5 separate regions of the Mus musculus genome follow, and regions 1, 2, 3 and 4 are each linked to region 5. The links are chromatin contacts, called in public HiCAR-type and promoter capture Hi-C maps. All regions are on one chromosome and are shown on one strand. Each heading gives the region's core, a stretch centred on a gene start, on an enhancer-like site or on the middle of the called end of the contact. The rest is flanking DNA. Distances are from core to core; before and after follow the strand shown.

Region 1 (2,825 bases), core at 138-2,637, 2.0 Mb after region 5:
TGTGATTGTGTGACATTTGGCATTCTGGGTATATAAATGCTAGTGCCCCGATAGATTGGTTTGTGGTTGGTAGTCTTTCAGGAGGTTTGGTTTTGGTTTGTTAGTGGTTGTGCTCACAGAAGAAATAAGAAAGAAATTGGTTCCAGGGATCTCTCTCTCTCTCCCCTCCTATCCTTTCTCTCCTATCTAGTGATAGGTGGTGAAACAGGGATTGGGGAGTTGGGGGGATGATAAAGGATGGGAAATCGAAGAGCCCACAAAGTAACAACCCAGCTACACATTATCACACTGTGAATTCAGGGATCTGAACTTGGGTCTGTATGTGCTCTTAGCCATTGAGCCATCGCTCCAGTCCATTTTTATTTATTTTACATGTATTTATTTGTGGGTGTGCTCTATGTACTATCCCAAGCGTAAAGACCAGAGGACAATTTGCGACAATTTGTGGGAGTCCTCTCCCTCCACCAGGGATGGAACTCAGGTCAGCAGATTTGGTGGTAAACATCTTCCTGCAGGGGATTAAACTCAAGGAACTGCCAACCCCGTTGAATGATGTCGTTATGTTTTATTTGAGAAAATCGTGTGTGTGTGTGTGTGTGTGTGTGTGTGTGCACGCGCGTGTGTGTACTACATCATTTATGTGGGTTTAGAGCTCAGTTTACAGCAGCAGTCTATCATTTGGGTAGATTTATTTTTTTTGTGTATGGATGTTTTGTTTGCATGGACATCTGTGCACAAGTAGGCAGTGCCTTAGAAGGCCAGAAGAGGGCATCGATTCCCTGGACCAGCTGTTGTGAGCTGCTTTGCATGGTCTGGAAGAGGAGTTATTAATGCTCTTAAATATTGAGCTATCTCTTCAGCCTGGAGAAAGTTTTCTTTGAGACAGGCTCTTACTCTATATCCCAGTATGGCTAGGAACTCTAGGCTGGTTTCAATTCATCTTCTTGCCTTCCTTTCAAGTGCTAGGATTACAGGAACAAGCCACCCCGCCAAACCACAATGCCATTTTTCATCAGAGGGATGAGGGGGAAGTTCCTGGTTCTGATTTTTCCTGTCTGGAGTTAGTTTAGTAAGTAAAGACGGTTTGCCAGGTCTATGATATTTTATGCTGGCAAGGACAATCTATGGGTGGTTTATGGCAAGCCCTCACTATTCAAGTACTTTCCCTCCGTTTTGTTGCGTTTGTCTTAGGCACTGGGGTTGGGAGCCTAGGCGACTGCAAGCGCCTAACTTTACATCTTGGCTGAGAATGCATGCGTGCACCAGGGGGCGCAAGGAGCTCCCGGCGCGTGCTCCCTTTCACGTGACGTGGACCATTTCCCTAGTCGGCCCAGCTTCCGGGCCCTGGCATCGCCCGGAAGTGGGGGCCTCGGAGGAGGGCGGGGCGACTTTGTGGGCTGGGAAAGCCGTCGAGGGAGGAGCTGCCGCTGCCTGCGCCTAGACTCTTCTGTGTGTGCGAGCGCGGAGGCTGCGTGCTGGTCAATCGCTGCCGCCCTGCGCCCTGCGGAGCTCCAGAGCTCGAACCCCAGCCCTGGAAACCCAGGTGAGTCCCAGAGCGGCTTCCCATCGGCGACTTCACTCTTTTGTCAGTTGTCTGTACGATCTAGGATGGTGAGAAGGTCACCACTTTAAGCTGGGGCAATCTCCAAACTCCTTCACAACTCACATATTTAACCACACTTAGGCTTTACCCTCTCAACCAGGGCAGAGAAAGGAGGCTGGGACCTGACCTGTGCCACTTTTTTTTTTTTTTTTTTGTACTCTCCTGGAAGAGAGTATTTTGATCATCTGTGGCCTGTGCTAATTGTGGACACGAGAAGGTCTGAACCGCGCACTGGACTTCTTGTGGACTGGGATCTTTGATTAATGACATCTCTTTCTACTTTAGAAAATGAGGTTCCGAAGACCACCATCACTGATTAAATATTTTTCTAAAACTGGGTATTTGGCTTCTTGTCACGCTCTGGGAGCATAAACTAAACGGAGGCTCGTTACCCCTTTTTGTTCTTTGTGCTCCATTTCCAGTAAAGTTACAGCCATCCCTGTCCCACCCTGCGCCGCTTTTCTGAGGCTCTTCCTCTGCCCCTTTCTCCTCCTTTCTCCCTCTTTTAAGTGCTGGGGGTTGAATTCAGTGCCTCCCACATGCTGGATTGTATCTTCCTTTTGACTCTTTTTGTTGTAGATGCTGAGGTTATTTTAAACTCGGACAACACTCATGCTTTTACAAGCCAATATTTTCCTAGGGTCTGAACTTTGTTTTAATTATAGCCTCATTACTTAGTAATACGGCTTTGTATTGAGACAGTGTGTGCAGAACATTGAATTAGGTGTGATATTGAAGTGAGAGAGATGGGGTGATGTCAAATTAAGACAGTTCCTGGACTCAAAAGAGTTTGCAATCAACTGAATCGAATTTGGTCAGGAAGACTGTGGGTTCTAGCAAATAATTGAATAAACAACCTAGATTGTTTCTACTATCCTTCTTAAAGAAAGATTATTTTGAAGAGAGAGGTTTTAGTTTTTTTTTTTTAATTTTCAAACTTTCTTGTATCTATGGTAGTGAAGGTTTTGTTGTTGTACCTGAGTGTCCCACAATGAAGTAGGAAAAGAAAAGAACACACAGTCATTTAAAATCTCAGTAACATATATTACAACCAGGAAGTGTTATAAAGTTGTATGGAAAGAAGCACTAGAGCTGTGTCTGGAACAGTGAACAGGACTTAGCTCTGTAGGGGTGGAGGAATGGGGGGATAGTCCAGGCACAGAAATACTGGTGAGGGCACTGTACATACACGTCTCTATTTCTAATAAACACGCCTTTCAAG
Region 2 (2,700 bases), core at 154-2,653, 2.4 Mb before region 5:
GTGATCAAATATAATCGCACGACTGAACTTGTTGGCAGAGACCTATAATTTCAGTTAGTTGGGAAGCAAAGAATGGAAAATTCAAGGCCTGGCCCAGGAAACTTAAGTGGGACTCTGCCTCAGAACAAACTAAACATGAACAAGCAAACAGGCACAAAAAATGCAAAGTAGGAACTCTGAACAGATCCTCGGTTTGGCCACAGTGAAGATGCTCCAATTCAAACAAGTCTGTGTGCCACCATGGTGATCTGAAACATGAAATATGTCCTCAGGATGGGGCTCCGGGGTTGGTGGCAGATATGTTACCTACAGAGGCACCTCACTGGTTCAATATGTCTATTTACACAAATATATAGAGTACTTAAAAAACTTTTTTTTAAAGATAGGGTTTCCCCTAGTAGCCTGGAGCTTAACTATGTATACTATGCTGGTCTTACAGAGACAATTCTTTTTTTTTTTTTTTTTTTTTTTTTTTTTTAGTTATTTCGAGACAGGGTTTCTCTGTGTAGCCCTGGCTGTCCTGGAACTCACTTTGTAGACCAGGCTGGACTCAAACTCAGAAATCCGCCTGTCTCTGCCTCCCGAGTGCTGGGATTAAAGGCGTGCGCCACCACTGCCCGGTTCAGAGACACTTCTACCTCAGGTTTCCATTCCTGGCAAAATAAGGTTATTTTTTAAGTACAGGGAATTGAATCTATGTTGGCCAGTGAGCTGTATCCCAGCCTTGTATATTTCTGTCTCTCTTTCACTTTCTCTCCCCTCTTCAACCCCCCCCCCCTTCTCCCACTCGGTTTCTTTCTTCTCTCCATGCTTTTACACATTTACACACATATATACATACATACACACACACATATATATGCATATATGTGTATGTATATATATATATATATATATACATATATATATATATATATATAGTGCTGGGAATCATATGTGCGCTTAAAAAAACTATGAAAATGTTTAATGTTTGTGAATCTTGAAGTTTCGGTTGCTCATTTTACTAAGCTTAACATTTTACCATGGGAAAATGTAAATTCAAAATAAGTAAGTAGCAGTCGTCCCCCTATCACAATTCATAGTAATGTTCCTTTGGGGAACGGCACAAACCGGAAAAGACGGCTCAAATCATTATTGTGTAGTGTGTACTGTAGCCGGTGACGCGCGGTTTCCAGAGGTCGTAGGTCACGCCGCCTCAGATCTACTTTCTTATTGGAGAAAAATCTGCCGCTCTTACCATAGCAACCAGAACGGACCCGCGCAGTTGATGGGCGGGACTGGTTTGTTTGACCAATCACCTTCCAGTTATCCAGCCTGATCTTGGGCGGACCAATCAAACACATCAAAGGAAGTAGCCATCCCGACATCAAAGGATCACGTAGGACGGCCCATCCTTCCCCCCTTTTTTTCAACTTCCGGTAGCCTCTGGTTGGGTCAGGGAGCGCTGCAAGTCACCCGTGTGCGACTGACGTATTTTTTCTTTCCCGCCCATGGGCCCGGGGTGGGCTGGGCTGCTGCAGGACAAGGGTGGCGGTAGCCCTTCCGTCGTCATGTCCGACACAGACAGCGACGAAGAGTCGGCTGGTGGAGGCCCATTTTCTCTAACTGGGTTCCTGTTCGGCAACATCAATGGAGCAGGGCAGTTGGAAGGCGAAAGCGTCTTGGATGACGTGAGTCGTGGGCCTGGGGCGGCGGGTGCTGTGGCTAGGGAGAACTGGAGACAGCGCGAGAGGGCTCAACTCGGAGGAAGGACGAAGAGGAAAAGTCTTAAGTGTCAGTCACTGATGCTGAGGTGTTGGCTTCGAAGGTAACATTCTCCTTGCCTGGTAGGAAAGATAATAGTTAACTCTAGTAAGGTTATCAGAACCGCCACTGTGGAAGGCCTTCTTAAAGACCCTTGGAACTCTGCTTTTTCTGGCTTTTGCTGATCCTAATGGCTCCAAAGCCAGGACTACGGATGGAACGTGTGTTGTTCGGAACTGATCTGTATGGAATTTAGCAGATTTCCTATATAGTTCTTGAATGTGATGTTTCTTTGAGCAGCACTTCATGAAATAATTTCTCAGATGGATTTGTGACTTTGTTATGAGCAAGGGAAATATACTTGTGTAGGACCTTCAGGTTTAGTTGTTATTTTCGACCCTCATGCTGTCCCCTTTTCAGGAGTGCAAGAAGCATCTTGCGGGCTTGGGGGCTTTGGGTCTTGGCAGCCTGATCACTGAACTCACAGCAAATGAAGAATTGTCCGGGAGTGATGGTGCCCTGGTAAATGATGAAGGTAAAGTGTGGGCCATGGGGAGGACAGTGTGGGTGGGGGGAGGAGATTAGCCTGTTGTACGCTTTTCAGTGGGGATTTTCTAAGGAAGTGATAATTACTTGCTTTCTCTTGAGACGTCTCCCTTTTTATCCATAGGATGGATTAGGAGTAGAGAGGATGCTGTGGACTATTCTGACATCAACGAGGTGGCAGAAGATGAAAGTAGAAGATACCAGCAGACAATGGGAAGCTTGCAACCCCTTTGCCACACAGGTGATTCTCTCTCCGCCCCCCCCCCCCCTTCTTGTTTTCTAGCAATGGGTCTTTCAACATAGCCCTGCCTGACCTGGAACTCATTATGCATGCAAGATTGTCCCAAACTCATAGAGATGCATTTGCCTCTGTTTCCCAAGTGCTAGGATTAGACATGTTCCCCACTACGC
Region 3 (2,700 bases), core at 21-2,520, 2.2 Mb after region 5:
TCAGACTGCACTACTGCTATTGGATAACCATGGGGGCTCTCAGCATTCCTGCAGTCCTTTGTCTCTTCCATGTCACGTGGCTCCTGTTACCCAGTTCTTTTTCCGTCCTCTGTTCTCTTAAAACTGTTTCCCTTTCCTGGACCTGTCTCTCCTCTCCATGTATATGCTTATATAAAAAGCTGCATAGGATAGAAAACACATGGTATTGTCTTTCTGAGTTACTTCACATAATATAGTAACTTCCAGAGGTGCTTTGGCCAGTCACTCCTGGATATCTGCCAGTGAGAGAGGTGGAAAGAAAAAACCAGGAGAGTGAACAAGGGCTTCCATTTCTCATGTGCCCTTCAATTTCCTAACTAGTTGTCCTGTCTCAGACCGTCAGGCAAGCACTTTACCACTGAGCACCGTCCTTAGCCCAAATGAGTGTCAGTAGAGATTTAAAGTTTTGTTTTTGTTTTTAAACAGTGCTGGAGATTGGATCCACGGCCTCTGGCCCGCATTTTACCACTGAGCTACACTCCCAAAGCAGTCGAAATCACAGTGGCCCAGGATTGAAATGATCACTTAGATGCTTTGCAGTCTTGATAAGACACTAAATCTTTGTCTATCAGTTACTTCATCTTTAATAACAGAACGTACTTAGGAATTTTATGAGCATTGTTAGTTAGCATGACACATGCTATATGTATTCGTCATTATGAATAATGTAACCACAGCAATTACATTGTACTTTTTATTATAAAAGGGGGGAGGGGAAGGCCTGGTCCTTTTTTAACTTCTGAGAGGTTTCGATTACTAAGTAAGACCTTATGTAGACTTCCATTTGGGAGCTGAGAAAGCAGAGGATTCCAAAAGGGGATGACATTTGCAAAGGTCTAGAAAAGGCGCCTGGGAATTCTACCGGGTAGGGGAGGCGCTTTTCCCAAGGCAGTCTGGAGCATGCGCTTTAGCAGCCCCGCTGGGCACTTGGCGCTACACAAGTGGCCTCTGGCCTCGCACACATTCCACATCCACCGGTAGGCGCCAACCGGCTCCGTTCTTTGGTGGCCCCTTCGCGCCACCTTCTACTCCTCCCCTAGTCAGGAAGTTCCCCCCCGCCCCGCAGCTCGCGTCGTGCAGGACGTGACAAATGGAAGTAGCACGTCTCACTAGTCTCGTGCAGATGGACAGCACCGCTGAGCAATGGAAGCGGGTAGGCCTTTGGGGCAGCGGCCAATAGCAGCTTTGCTCCTTCGCTTTCTGGGCTCAGAGGCTGGGAAGGGGTGGGTCCGGGGGCGGGCTCAGGGGCGGGCTCAGGGGCGGGGCGGGCGCCCGAAGGTCCTCCGGAGGCCCGGCATTCTGCACGCTTCAAAAGCGCACGTCTGCCGCGCTGTTCTCCTCTTCCTCATCTCCGGGCCTTTCGACCTCACGGTGTTGCCAAAATGTCGCTTTCCAACAAGCTGACTTTGGACAAGCTGGACGTGAAGGGGAAGCGGGTCGTGATGAGGTAATTCCGTACTGCTGCCCTCAAGCCCTCGGGGCCACATTCTCTCTGGCCGTGGCAAGCACGGTTTTCCCATCACCTTAAGTTGCACTTATTTTTCAGCTGGGTCTTGGGGGTCCTGGGTTTGGAGGTTAAGGCTGTTCCTCTCACCTCATTGGGGCGGAGACTGTGTCTGAGTTTGCTTTTCTGCGTCCTAACTGCTTCTAGCTTAAAAAGCGACCAAATGTGTCCTTTAGGGAGTTGATCCCACTGATAAAGGGCTCAGATTCTCAGGACTCAATCTTTTTCCCATTTCTGAAGTGCAGTTTCATCTCTTGTAGCGAGAATGGACGTAGTACTTATCCTGCAAATCTCTAGGCCCCTGCTGAGGGACCTTGAAAGGTCATTTAGCTAGTTTCCCTTCCCCCAAGATTCTTGGACCATCCGTGACGAATCCGAAACCGCCCACGTTTCATTGGTCCTGGTACAAATGATTTCTTTCCCAAAAGATGTTGCTCAAAGTCCTCTCGAGTGGAGGTCCCTCTCCCCAAAGAATTGTGGGTGGGAGGGTGAGGCCCACTGGATGAAGCTCTGTATGGCTTATATAACAGGCCTCTGCTGCCCTACCTTGCGGTTGGACTCCTGGCCCTGGGGTTTGCATCAGGATTGTGACACATGCAGGGTGTGGCCGCCGGGAGTTGGAGGCCTGTAACCTCACTCGAGAGGTGGCTAGAGAAGCAGGATGTCAGAACTGAGGAAGGCTCCCACGCACGTGGCACATGTGGGTCCCAGGTCACTGACTTAACTTGGCTTCTCCCTTACCTGAAAGAATTACTAGGGTGTATGCGTCTTCTCCTTTTTGCCTTTCATAATGTATACTTTTTTTTTTTTGCCAGGAGTCAAGGATGATGGTTAGATACATAACTGATGGGCCTGGTTGTTCATGTAACAACTATAGGACCCAAGGATGGGAATTTTTAAGGGCCATTGATGGTCGCAGTGACTGACTACTCTGCCTGCTTGACCTTCTTTGGAAGTGGATGACTGATTGGCAGTAATCCTGGTCCCTTTGAAGATTTGGGCCAGTTCAAGTGAGGGCATCCTTTAGATACTAACACATGTAAGGGAACAGAGGTTCTCTGGCTTCTGTACAGGCACTTATTTTATCGTAGCCAATATTGGTAGGTGGCCTTCTCTTCCTGGGCTGATATCCAGAACCAACCCACTGTATTATGTTC
Region 4 (2,700 bases), core at 157-2,656, 2.3 Mb before region 5:
GAAGGCCTAAACATCTGCTAGTAGAATCTGAGTTGCCTTTCTTAATGAGGAAAAGCTGAGTTCTTTCAACAAAGGTGGATCACTTGGTGGGTTTGGGGCTTGCCAGGTGTATCAAATGAAAAGATAAGGCCAATCAATATCCAGGAGAGTTTGAATGGCAAGCTTTCTTTTTTACTACATGTTGTGGTTCTGTGGGGCAGAAGAAATGAACAATATTATCAACTTTTTCTGCACTCATAATCCAAAGTTCATAGGTTGTTTGGCAATCTCAAGAAACTGAAACAGCCTTTGAGGATTTGTTTTTTATTTCACCAAGGAGCTAGACAGCAAACATTTTTACACAAGCTCACTAATTTTTCCTAGATCAAAGAGTTTTGAAACGGAAAGACTCTAAGAGAGCTAACTGTAGTCCCCAGTGGCTTGTAATAATCACTTAGTGACGTGTCTTAAAACTGTCAAGGAACAAGGCAGGAAATATAAATTAATAACAATGTGACAAAAATGTCCAAACACTGGGCTTGAAACCGTAAGAGGATCCAAAGAGCTGTTTTGTCAAAGGAAGGCAATTGGAAATTCATTGTAGTTGTGTGGTTTAGGAAGAAGGCAAAGGAACACAGTTTGCTTTGTTGAATTGCCTTAAGCTCCAAGGCATTTGCAGTCCTTAATGATTCTGACGAAACAAGGTCACAATTCAGGATCAGGAATTTTGAGGAAAAAGGCATCCTCTTTAACATTTCTGTGGTTGCTTTTGACATGCAAACTCCTAGCATTTACCCTGTTACCATCCCGAATCTCACAAACGATTTTGAATTTTAGGGTTATATGGTTCAAATCGAACACATTTGGGTTCACTCAGCTCAGGGAGACTGTCCGTTTTTCTCATCAAAGTACTTAAATTCATGGGTGGAGTCTGAATCAAAAAGCATTCAAATCGAACCGGCTCCCCCATTGTTTTGAACAGCCCCGTCTCTGAAACGCAAATATTCGCGTTTACTTGCTTAGAACTAACACGTTGGTCGTGTAAACTACCCTTTTCTGTTGAATGGAGTTAATTAAACTTTTCTAGACGCTCTGACATTCTAACATCGACATCACTGACCAGGTAGTAGACTCGTACTTTAGCGCTTGCCAAAAAAAAAAAAAAAAAAAAAAAAAAAAAAAGTAATCGACGGGCGTTTTTTGCCCTTCCGCCTTGCTCTTAAAAACTTGCTGGCTCTTGCCCCATAGGGAGCCCTTAACCCGGAGTTGCCTAGACAGGGTTGTCGCATGCGCTCTCTACAGTCATGTTTGTCGCAATGGACCTTGGGCGGAAGGTTACGTAAGAGCAAATGACTTTGATTACAGTCACTTGGTCGGTAGTCTTGTTACGCGCTACCTCCGCGGGGTACTTGATTATAACAGAAAGTAGTTCCGGCTTGTGTTGTTTCGGTCGAGGAGCCCTCGCCGCCATTTCAAGACAGTGAGAGGTAGATGTCTACCAAGAGTTCCTAAGATTCGAGTTCAGTATTCTGTGCCGCCCCCTGAGCCCTTCAAAACACTGATACGGCTGCTGCCTTTTTTCTGCTACTTCTAGAACCATTCTTGTCAGTAGTGGCGGCAGTAGAAGTCAATTACCCCTTGTTCTATCTCAAGAAGCTCCAGATGGCGTCTTCCGTGGGCAACGTGGCCGACAGTACAGGTACTAGTGTCCCATTCTACTCTGGCAGACGTCCCTTTGGGGTCTGGCGCCGTCTTGTATCTTTCATTACTTCCCTCTGACCATCCCCATTACATCAGTGGCATTACTGAGCTCTCGAGTTCTACTGCTATCTGATCGGGTTTGGTGCTGCCGTCCGTTCGTAAACATTCTCTAGTTGCTTGCTTGCATTTTGCTTGCTTTGGGGGCTTTTTCGTTGTTGCTTTATCCCATCAGTGTTGTAGCCTTCTCTCTCGGGACGAATCTATAGCACACGTGCGCGCTTAGTGTGTCTTGGAATGGGCTGCATTGGAATCTCTGCAATTTCTGTCTCCCGTCGCAACTGTTTTCTCCCTCAATTTCAGCCCGTCGCTCCCTCCCGTGCGCTTCCACCTCCTCCCCAAAGCCCCTTTCCCTTAGCCACATTTGGTCCTCCTTTGCCAGGCTAGGGCGGGGATGCTATTTCGGTGTAATCCTAGCCTCACTTTGCATCAGGCATGACTAGCGAAGGCTCCTCGGTGTGCTTCCAAGTAGCACCAAGAAGAGCTACTTGAGCCCGCACCCCGCCGGGGCAGCGCCTTGTGTTCTTGGGTTGAGCGGCCCCGATTTAGGTTGGAAATTTCCAGGGGTTCTCTTAGCCATCACCCAATTGCACCCGCTGCCCCAGTACGGAGTTTCCTACCCTGGTCAGCCCTCCCTGCTTGTTGCAACCACACCCTTCCTCTGCGAACGTGCCAGCCCGACAGTCGTTTCTTATCCTCAGGGAAGAAACCACCTCGGTGTGTTGCTTGGCGGCGACCACCCTGCCCGCCCTCCTAATTCTCTTTCTTTGTGTTACTTTCTCTATGTATTCCTCCGCCATGGCCTCTGGGTTTTCATCCCCATTCTTTAGCCCAGTATCTCTTTATCCATAGGGTGTGCATTATTATTTCTTTTTTAAGTTTCCATCCTTGCTTGAAGAGTTTGTAAAGCAACTGGAGTGTAGCTGCACAAGTGCAAAGCGGTTGCCTCTTTTCAACGATGCA
Region 5 (2,700 bases), core at 151-2,650:
TCTTTCTGTCTTCAATCATTCAAACGCACGGTGGCTAATTACAAGTCAAGAAATGTAAGCAACTTATTTCTAGGAAAAAAAAACATATATACAGTGGGGCCTGCCAGGAGCCCATGAGAATCTGATATAAAATCCCTTTCCCCTCCAAAAGAGGAAAAAAATGACCTAAATAACTAGTCTCCTAGGCCTCAGATGCCAAACGAACCTGTGGAATAAGTATGGTGAAACTGTCCAGGAAAAGAACGTGGCTGTCTCCTCCATCTTGAAATTAATCAGCAGAAGGGGGAAAGGGACTGAGTATTCAGGAAGCAGAAGCCCAACCGGTTAATACTAGTTACTAAGCTATGGCGTACGTGGCAGGTACCGCCCGCCCGCAGAAGCAGAGACCCTTAGGGGTTTTTTTCTGAGTGGGGGAGGGGTAGGGCTGCTGGCAGATCACACGGAAATTAACTTGAAAATAGTCTGGCTCAATTCCCACACTTACCAGGGAAAACAACCCGCAACGTCTTTTCCCTCCGTTTTTTTAATTTTTTTTTTCTTGTGAGGAGGAAAACCCTTCTAGTAAAATCTGGCCAAGGATACACTTAGGGCTAAAGGTGCAGGGAAGCAAACCACGTTTGTCTCCGATCCTCCCGGAAGACTGTCACCGTAGCCCCAGAGGTTAACAAACTGGTCATGCCCTACAGAAGCGTTCAAAATGAGGCTCTGCGAATCCTGTGAAAATCTGAAGGTTCAAGAGTTCCCAACATCCGAATTAAGAGCACCTCCACCCCACTTCCCCAAACCCTAGCCCGATACGCAACGCGGGGCGACGACGATGGGGGGTGGGGGGAACCTCTTAGTAAGAAGCACTGGAGCCATCCTCACGCCTGAGGCCCGGAGTCCAGGATCGCCTCCCCGGCGTTCGTTCTTAGCTCGGGAGGGCCGGGCCCCGACTCCACGGCCTGGGAGAGGAAGTCCTGCCCGACTCCTTCCCCTTCTTCCACGAGCGGGGCCGACACACGCCACCCAACTAAAATGGCAGCGGCGACTACGCCACGGAGCCCCCCACAGCCGGGAGCCCAGGTCCGGAGGCCGTAGTGGGTGTCTCGGCCGCGGCTGGCCAACTCGGGCCATTTTGAGGGCCGCGGCCCCTGCCTGCCTCCAGTCCGACATCCCATTTCTCGGGGTGCCCGTACCTTCACTTACACGGTGTTTCGGCCAGGAGGGAACTCAACTGGGCTCCGCCGCCGCCACTGGGACCTCCGCTGCGCTACTGTGCTGCCGCTGCCGCCGCGTTCTAACCCGCCTCTAAACCCGGGCAAGAGACCCGCCTCTAGAACAGCGCCAGCTCGGAGACGTAGCTCAATCAGCCATTATCTTCCCCATTGTTACCTAGCACTGACAGGAAATGACTGCCCACAACAGGAAGTGATGCTGCGCTCCCAGCTTCACAGGCCCCCGCCCAGACTGCTGGCCAGCCAATCCCAGTTGAGCCCTCGAAAAGGCCTGGTGGGCAGAGGAGGGGCCGGACAGACTACCCGCCCAGACGGGCGGCGGGTCGGGAAAAAAATGCTACTGGGACGCCCACCATGTGACAGGCCCCACCCTCCTTCGCCATTTTGAGTTGTAGCGAGAAATTCGCGTTCTGAGAATTGTGGGAACCTTCGCTTTCCCATTTTGAAAGCTGAAGGACGTCACAGTCGGGCCGCTTGAAGCCCTTCACAGAGAACAAGAATGTAGTATCGGTGTAACTGGCATTGATCCATACAGTCCAGACTAGTGTAGACGGCAGCCAACCTTTTATTCAACATGTATTTATCGAATGCCAACTGTAGCTCAAGCACAGCTGTAGATGTTGAGGAAGTTGAACCATAAATTAAGTTGAAATAGTCCAAGAATTCTCAGTCCTTAAGGGATTTGGTAATCTAGGGTGAACACACTTATAAAACAATTTGTTGCTAAATACTAGAGATTAAAAGTGAGGAAGTGGGTGGAGGCATAAAACGTGGGGACAAAAGTGAATTTGCAATGTTAAAAAGTGGTGGGGAAGGCCTCCTCGAGGCTCTAACTAGAGTACTTTAAAAGGGTGTGGCGATTTGTAAATGGATGGGAAAAAGTGATAGTGGGGGAATTCGAAAAGGGCGGTTAAGGAAGCGTCTATTGGATGCTAAAGCCTAAAGAAAGGACCAGAGGGAATGCGCCATACACCTTTCAGTTCCCATTGTTCAGTTAAAGGGAATAAGAACCCAACCGCCCCCACCCCGTTTTAAAGTACGTCTCTGTGTTCCCACCCTATTTTTCTGTTTTCTGATAAAAGAACAGGTAGACTAACTTTTTTACTGTTGTTCCAACGAACCTAACTTATTGCTACATCAGTTGCTTAAACTGGGCTGGAAGCTGGAAGCTGGTCGACGGTGGCTCGCCTTTAACGCCAGTACTCAGGAGGCAGAGGCAGGCAGATCTCTGTGTAAGTTTAAGGCCAGCCTGGTATACTGAGTGAGTTCTACGACAGCCAGGGCTACACAGAGAAACCCTGTCTCGAAAAACAAAAACAAAAAACAAAAAAAAGGCACACACATAAACTACACTATAATATTTTTCTTTTCATATTTTTTACATGGATCGTCTAGGCCTCACCTCACCTCCTAGAGAAACCCGTGACCACTCTATTTAACCTTCTCCATTACCTACGTAATTTTCTGTAAAGCACTTAGTTTA

What was found. Promoter capture Hi-C pulls out the DNA fragments that hold promoters and counts their contacts. HiCAR-type assays count read pairs that join an accessible place to other places.
Region 1: a HiCAR-type map of astrocytes shows a contact between it and region 5, with 5 times the contacts expected there. The contact joins the promoter of Atp7a here to the promoter of Rlim in region 5. A contact is called at or near these places in 7 of 39 promoter capture datasets (the HPC-7 cell line, cranial neural crest, hippocampal neurons and 3 more), 2 of 484 Hi-C or Micro-C datasets (CD4 T cells and pre-B cells), 1 of 115 datasets of contacts at active chromatin or transcription factors (astrocytes) and 2 of 9 other capture datasets (adipose tissue and liver).
Region 2: a contact with region 5 is called in a promoter capture Hi-C map of erythroid cells, with 27 times the contacts expected there. The contact joins the promoter of Taf1 here to the promoter of Rlim in region 5. A contact is called at or near these places in 2 of 39 promoter capture datasets (erythroid cells and pre-B cells).
Region 3: a HiCAR-type map of astrocytes shows a contact between it and region 5, with 3 times the contacts expected there. The contact joins the promoter of Pgk1 here to the promoter of Rlim in region 5. A contact is called at or near these places in 2 of 39 promoter capture datasets (liver and pre-B cells), 2 of 115 datasets of contacts at active chromatin or transcription factors (astrocytes and large pre-B cells) and 2 of 9 other capture datasets (adipose tissue and liver).
Region 4: a promoter capture Hi-C map of erythroid cells shows a contact between it and region 5, with 27 times the contacts expected there. The contact joins the promoter of Ogt here to the promoter of Rlim in region 5. A contact is called at or near these places in 2 of 39 promoter capture datasets (erythroid cells and pre-B cells).

The regions. Positions count from the first base shown.
Region 1 is chrX:106,025,837-106,028,661 of GRCm38.p6, forward strand. Atp7a (ATPase, Cu++ transporting, alpha polypeptide) reads left to right here and starts at 1,388. Exons shown (of 23, transcript NM_009726.5): 1 at 1,388-1,543.
Region 2 is chrX:101,531,332-101,534,031 of GRCm38.p6, forward strand. Taf1 (TATA-box binding protein associated factor 1) reads left to right here and starts at 1,404. Exons shown (of 39, transcript NM_001290729.1): 1 at 1,404-1,670; 2 at 2,164-2,278; 3 at 2,414-2,530. The coding sequence starts at 1,491.
Region 3 is chrX:106,185,830-106,188,529 of GRCm38.p6, forward strand. Pgk1 (phosphoglycerate kinase 1) reads left to right here and starts at 1,271. Exons shown (of 11, transcript NM_008828.3): 1 at 1,271-1,486. The coding sequence starts at 1,422.
Region 4 is chrX:101,638,645-101,641,344 of GRCm38.p6, forward strand. It overlaps Ogt (O-linked N-acetylglucosamine (GlcNAc) transferase (UDP-N-acetylglucosamine:polypeptide-N-acetylglucosaminyl transferase)), which reads left to right and starts at 1,407. Exons shown (of 22, transcript NM_139144.4): 1 at 1,407-1,678. The coding sequence starts at 1,642.
Region 5 is chrX:103,979,885-103,982,584 of GRCm38.p6, forward strand. It overlaps Rlim (ring finger protein, LIM domain interacting), which reads right to left and starts at 1,401. Exons shown (of 5, transcript NM_011276.4): 1 at 1,179-1,401.